Linked DNA regions of Bos taurus: region 1 is linked to region 2. The links are chromatin contacts, called in public Hi-C maps. All regions are on one chromosome and are shown on one strand. Each heading gives the region's core, a stretch centred on a gene start, on an enhancer-like site or on the middle of the called end of the contact. The rest is flanking DNA. Distances are from core to core; before and after follow the strand shown.

Region 1 (2,843 bases), core at 331-2,830, 39 kb after region 2:
CAGGGGGCCGCCGCCTCCTCCACCAGGCTGGGCAGATTGCGGGGGGTTGGGGTGCTGTGGCCTCTCCTTTCCGCCTTCTGGGCCTTGCCTCTGTGGCTGTGCCCCAGGGCTCCGTGTCCCAACCTGCAGCGCCCACCCCCACGTGACCCGTGAGCTCGTACATTTCCCCATTCAGCTGATGGTGAGTGCTGAGCTATTTTAAGCCCACATGGAAGTATTTTTTTTTTTTCCTAAGGACCATCTGCTACCGGCCCCAGCCCAGATGATACAGTTAGAATCTACCCACAGCATCCTCTCCCGCCTTCAGACAGTTCCAGGAACAAGGGTGAGTCAGTCGCCCAGCTGAACTTCGTCTCGCTAGAGACGGGGAGACGGGCCCGAATCGGGGCCAGCAGAGGGGGCCGCTCTCACCCCTGGGGCAGGTGCCCTGGGCTGCTCCTCAGAGCCAGGAAGGCGACCCCCGCCCCTTGCAGCGTGCCACCCACAGGAGAGGCAGACAGAGGCCTGGGAATGCCCACGTTGGCTCTTCTCAACCCAGCCTCTCTTTCCCTGGGAGTCGGATACCCGGTTCAGGAGTTCAAGTGCAGAGCTAGAGCTTGTCCAAAAATATCCCCGAGGAGCCAGTGGCCAGAGCGTCACCCTGCTCTGGCTGTCTGTGGATGGACCCCTGGGTCTGCTTTGGGGTGCAAAGATGTTTGGTCCCCTCTCACTGGGCCTCTTGGCCTGGCGTCCCCCCCGGGCTGTGGGAGGATGTTACTGGACGCTAACTGCAGGCCCCCACTCTCAGGTCTGCTAGCCTCCCCGTCTCTCTCTTCCACACTTCCAGCACCTACAGGCTCTCCCTGTGAGTGGAGGATATTGAACGTGGTGCCCAGCATGGAGACTGAAGTCAGACCTTGAATTAGGGCTCTGTCCTTCATAAGCTCACGACCCAGCGCAAGGTGGGCTAATTCCTCGAGCCTCAGTTTACCCATCTGTAAGATGGGGGTGTGATCCGACCCATCTCCTAGGATGTCTGTGAGCATTAAGCTGGATAATGTATGGAAAGATCTGTGTGCTGCCTGGCCATTGATCCCTCTGTCATGATGTATTTGAGAGGGTCTGTCCCCTGAATTGGCCGAGAAGCTTTGAGAGTGTTTGCAAGTGTTGAGTCTGCACACTGTATGCAGAGCGGTGCTTCTTTGCTTCTTGTGCTCAGTGGGGCCCTTTACTCCCGGGAGTGGGTTGTTTTGCAGGAGGGACCCTGGATAAGAAATGCGCGTGGGCCTTCGCAGCCTTGACTTTGACAGGGTAGCCCAAGGCCGGCTGTTATTTCATCACTGACCCTGCCAGCCAGGACCGTTGCCCTTGCTGCTGCTGAAGGCAGAGCCTGGAACTCCCAGTCAGGGGTTTTTCTCTGCTTCCTCCTCCTTCCTGGCCACTTCTTCCCCTCCCTCCGGGGCCGCGGGCCCTCCCGGTCTGGCCGCCCGTGCGCCTCCCGTGGTCGTGACCCCACAGCTGTGTCCCACAGTGTTATCGGGGGCCCGCAGTCCTCCGTGGCCCCCGGGGTGCCCCGTGAGCAGGCGTGGGGCTGTGGCCTGACGGCTCGACTTCCTGTCGCAGGGTCTCTCTGCTGTGGCTCTGTGGAGCCCTACAGTTTATCTGTGGTCAGTGCTCGCACCCATTTCCTGCCAGCTGCTACTGGTTTTTCAGTCAGCTCTGCCAGCTCCGGGAACTGGGGAAGGACCGGGCTGCGTGATTCACTGGCCCCGGGCCTGTGGGGATGCTGCCCTGGTGCCAGTGGACATCTCCCTGGCTCGCGGAGGGACAGCACCTGCGCTGTCCCCGTGGGCTGTTCCTGCGAGTGAGAAGCAGAGAAACACCCGCACATTCATCGCCAACCGGAAGCTGAGGCTGTGTGTGTGCGTGTGTACGTGTGTGGGGCCCGGCATGTGTGTGCGTGCGTGTGATCTACGGGAATTTTTTCTGAGTGCACCCGTGCCGAAGGATGGGGTGTCATGTTCAGAGGAGTCAGAACGTAACTCTAAGCTGGGTGCTGGCGCCCTGGCGGGGAGCCCCGGGCGCCCTCTGAGGTACAGCCAGGTGAGCTTGTAGTGCCCGGATGAGGACAGAGTAGTCACATTTGAAATTGTATTTCCTGGCATTTCAGAAAGTGCAGAGAAAAATCCCCCACCGTAGCAAATGACTCCTTCAAGTAGGAAACTGAGAATGTGCTCACTCATTTTTTTTTTTCAGGCTGTGATCAGAGGGTTTTCTTTCATTAATTTTCATTGGAGTATAGTTGCTTTACAATGTTGGGTCAGTTTCTTCCGTACAGCAAAGTGAATCAGCTATATGTGTCCATCTATCCACTCTTTTTAAGATTCTTTTCCCATATAGTTCATTACAGAGTATTGAGAAGGGTTCCTGATGCGAGAAGGGGGACACAGAGGATGAGTTGGTTGGATGGAATCATCAACTCAATGGATACGAGTTTGAGCAATCTCCGGGAGACGGTGAAGGACAGGGAAGCCTGGCATGCTGCAGTCCATGGAGTCACCAGGAGTCGGACACAACCGAGCGACTGAACAACAGCAAGGTCCTCATTAGTTATCTATTTTATACACAGTGGTGTGTGTACGTCAGTCCCAATCTCCCAAGTGATCTCACTTCCCCGTTCCCCTCTTGGTAACCACAAGTTTGAGCCAGAGTTTTGAAGTTGTCCAAAACGTTGGTGAGCCTCATGTTAAGTATTTTTAATTGGCTAGATGGTCACTTCTCAAGCACGGTGAGGCCAGGGTGGCCAGCGGCAGTATACCTGGGAGACTGTCTGAATGTAAAACCTCCAGCCTGGGACTTCCTGG
Region 2 (2,778 bases), core at 89-2,588:
CCACTCCTCCTCCCCCTTGGCAACCACTGGTCTGTTCTCTGTGTCTGTGAGTCTGTTTCTGCTTCATAGATAAGTTCACTTGTGTCATATTTTAGATTCCACTTTTCAGTAGTTTAGTCACTAAGTTGTGTCTGACTCTGGCGTGTCCATAGACTGTAGCCTGCCAGGCTCCTTCCTCTGTCCATGGGAATCTCCAGGCAAGAAAACTGGACTGGGTCGCCATTTCTTTCTCCAAGGGATCTTCCCAACCCAGGAATGGAACTCAGGTCTCCTGCATTGCAGGCAGATTCTTTCCCGACTGAGCTACAAGGGAAGCTGTAGGAGCTCATTATTATAAGCTACTATAATAACCAGGCCATCCTAAAGGAAATCAGTCCTGGGTGTTCATTGGAAGGACTGATGTGGAAGCTGAAACTCCAATATTTTAGCCACCTGATGTGAAGAGCTGACTCGTTTGAAAAGACCCTGATGTTGGGAAAGATTGAAGGCAGGAGGAGAAAGGCACAACAGAGGATGAGATGGCTGGATGGCATCACTGACTCAATGGACATGAGTTTGGGTAAACTCTGAGAGCTGGTGATAGACAGAGAGGCCTGGCGTGCTGCGATTCATGGGGTCGCAAAGAGTTGGACACGACTGAGCGACTCAACTGAACTGAACTGATAATACATAGCAGCTCGAATTATAACATGTAGCAGCTCATATTATAAGTGGTATCGTATAATATTTGTCTCTCTCTGATTTACTTCACTTAATATGATAATCTCTAGGCCCATCCATGCTGCTGCAAATGGCATTACCTCATTCTTTTTTACTGCTGAGTAAAACTCCACTGTATATACGCACTACGTCTTCTCTTTTCATCAGCTGATGGACATCAAGGTTGTTTCCATGTCGCGATTATTGTGAACAGTGCTGCTATGAACATGGGGGTACATGTATCTTTTCGAATTATAATTTTGTCTGGCTATATGCCCAGGAGTGGGACTGCTGGATCCCAAGACAACTCTAGTTTTTTGAAGACCCTCCATACTGCTCTCTGCAGGGGCTGCAGCAGTCTGCACTCTCACCAACAGTGTAGAAGGGCTCCCCTCTTCTCTGCACCCTTTTCAGCATTTGTTATGACTTAATGATGGTCATTCCAGCTGGCCTGAAGAGGTACCTCATCGTAGCTTTGATCTGCATTTCTGTAATGATTAGTGATGTTGAACGTCTCTTCATAACATGCGGAGTTTTAGAGAGGAAAGTGAGGTTCCCCAGCCCCCACAGGGGTGAAAGGTCTACTCCTCAAGGAAGCCCTGCTGTGGGGGCAGGGAGAAGCAGAAGTTGGAGCGTTCACTTCCTCCCCTCAGCGCTCTCTCAGCAACTGCGGTCCTCTGGGCCCCGGACTCGCGGGTTCACCCCAGAGGAAAGCCAACAGCCTCTGAGGGTCACCCAGGCCCTCCACCTGGGTTGGGCTGGATGGCCGGGGTGGCTGTGGTGCTGTGGGCGACACGGGCCAGGCAGGCAGGCAGGCGGAGGGGGCCTTTCAACTCAAATCAGTCCTCTAGAATCACACCCGAAGCTCAAGGTTTGCTTTCAAACCTCATTTTTCTCACTGTAAAGCAAACGTGTGTCATCTTGGGTTTAGTTGCAAACTCATCCCAAACCTGGGGTTGATTTAAGCTTTTGGGCACGCTGTCCTGAGCTGGTCTGTGCCTTGCCTTGGTTTGGAACGATCCACTCTGGCTCCTGAGATGAGTCCTGACCCTGGACCACCCTTGCTGCCCAGTGGGGTTGGCCCTCGCCTGGGCCCTGCGCCGCCACACCCCACTTCTGTCTGGATGTGACTGGGCATGCTCATCCCCGCCCCCACCATACTGAGCTCAGGTTTGGTCCCCTCGGCCTCCGGTTGCCTCAGGCCCTCTCCTCCTTGAGTCCCTGCAACACTCATGTCCTGCAGTTGTTCTGGCAAACGAATCTACCAGAAGCCGCCCCCACCCACTCCATCTTTGTCCCATCACTAGATTTTCTGGCTGCTGGCTGATTCCTGCTTCTTGGACCTGGCCTGGTGACCTCTGTGACTTGTCCAGGTCCTGAGGGGTCAACTGGAAACCTAGCTTCAGGCAGGCAAAGCAGAGCTGGCCATCCACATGGGAGACAGTCCCCTCTCGCCCCTCCTCTCAACCTCTGAGAGCTGTCAGCCCCTTGCTTGGAGCCCGGCATCTTCTCCAGCTCTGCCCAGTAGCTGGGGTCCAGGCTGTCCTGCATCTGAGCGCAGAGCTGTGTTGAAGAAGGGACATAGCCTCAGGTATGGGAGGAGAAGACTCTAGAGGTGTCAAGAGTCTTATGCGTGGCTTTGGGGCTGAGGTCCACACCCAGCAGCCAGGAATCTGATCACTCACTGGGCACCCTCCCCAGGGCAACCTTTCCTCCTGTATCTGAGCAGGATAACTTCTCAAACCCCAGATTTTTAATTCTCATCTAGTAATGCCTGTGTCAGGTGACTCACAGCCAACTTAGAAGTGGTAAGTTCAGATATTTTGAAGTGGTTTGAATAATCATAAAAAGGGATCCTAAAACAAAATGAAAAAGGCCCCAGAAAACCCAAACTTCACAGATCCCCAAACCTAGCTGTGTTTCTTCTTCCTCAAGAAGGTGATGGTGCTTCAACGTGCGGAAAGGTGAGGAAAGTTGTCTAAGATTACACGGCAAACCTGTGGTGGAGCCAGGGTTTGAATAGGTCATTTGGGTCCAGAACTTGGGCTCTTATTCCCCAGTGAACCGGGTGTCCAGTGA

Evidence for each region. A called contact is a pair of places that touch in the nucleus more often than the background predicts.
Region 1: a Hi-C map of liver shows a contact between it and region 2, with 1.7 times the contacts expected there. The contact joins two enhancer-like sites. A contact is called at or near these places in 2 of 11 Hi-C or Micro-C datasets (liver and skeletal muscle).

What each region holds. Positions count from the first base shown.
Region 1 is chr11:88,732,106-88,734,948 of ARS-UCD2.0, forward strand. No RefSeq gene overlaps it. Among named protein-coding and RNA genes, the nearest start is that of ID2, 130 kb to the left of the region's middle. Within about 2 kb of position 1,581, at least 29 of the 102 cell types and tissues checked have an H3K27ac peak or open chromatin away from gene starts, as enhancers often do. A contact at or near this core is called in liver, where this site is marked.
Region 2 is chr11:88,693,078-88,695,855 of ARS-UCD2.0, forward strand. No RefSeq gene overlaps it. Among named protein-coding and RNA genes, the nearest start is that of ID2, 87 kb to the left of the region's middle. Within about 2 kb of position 1,339, at least 5 of the 102 cell types and tissues checked have an H3K27ac peak or open chromatin away from gene starts, as enhancers often do. A contact at or near this core is called in liver, where this site is marked.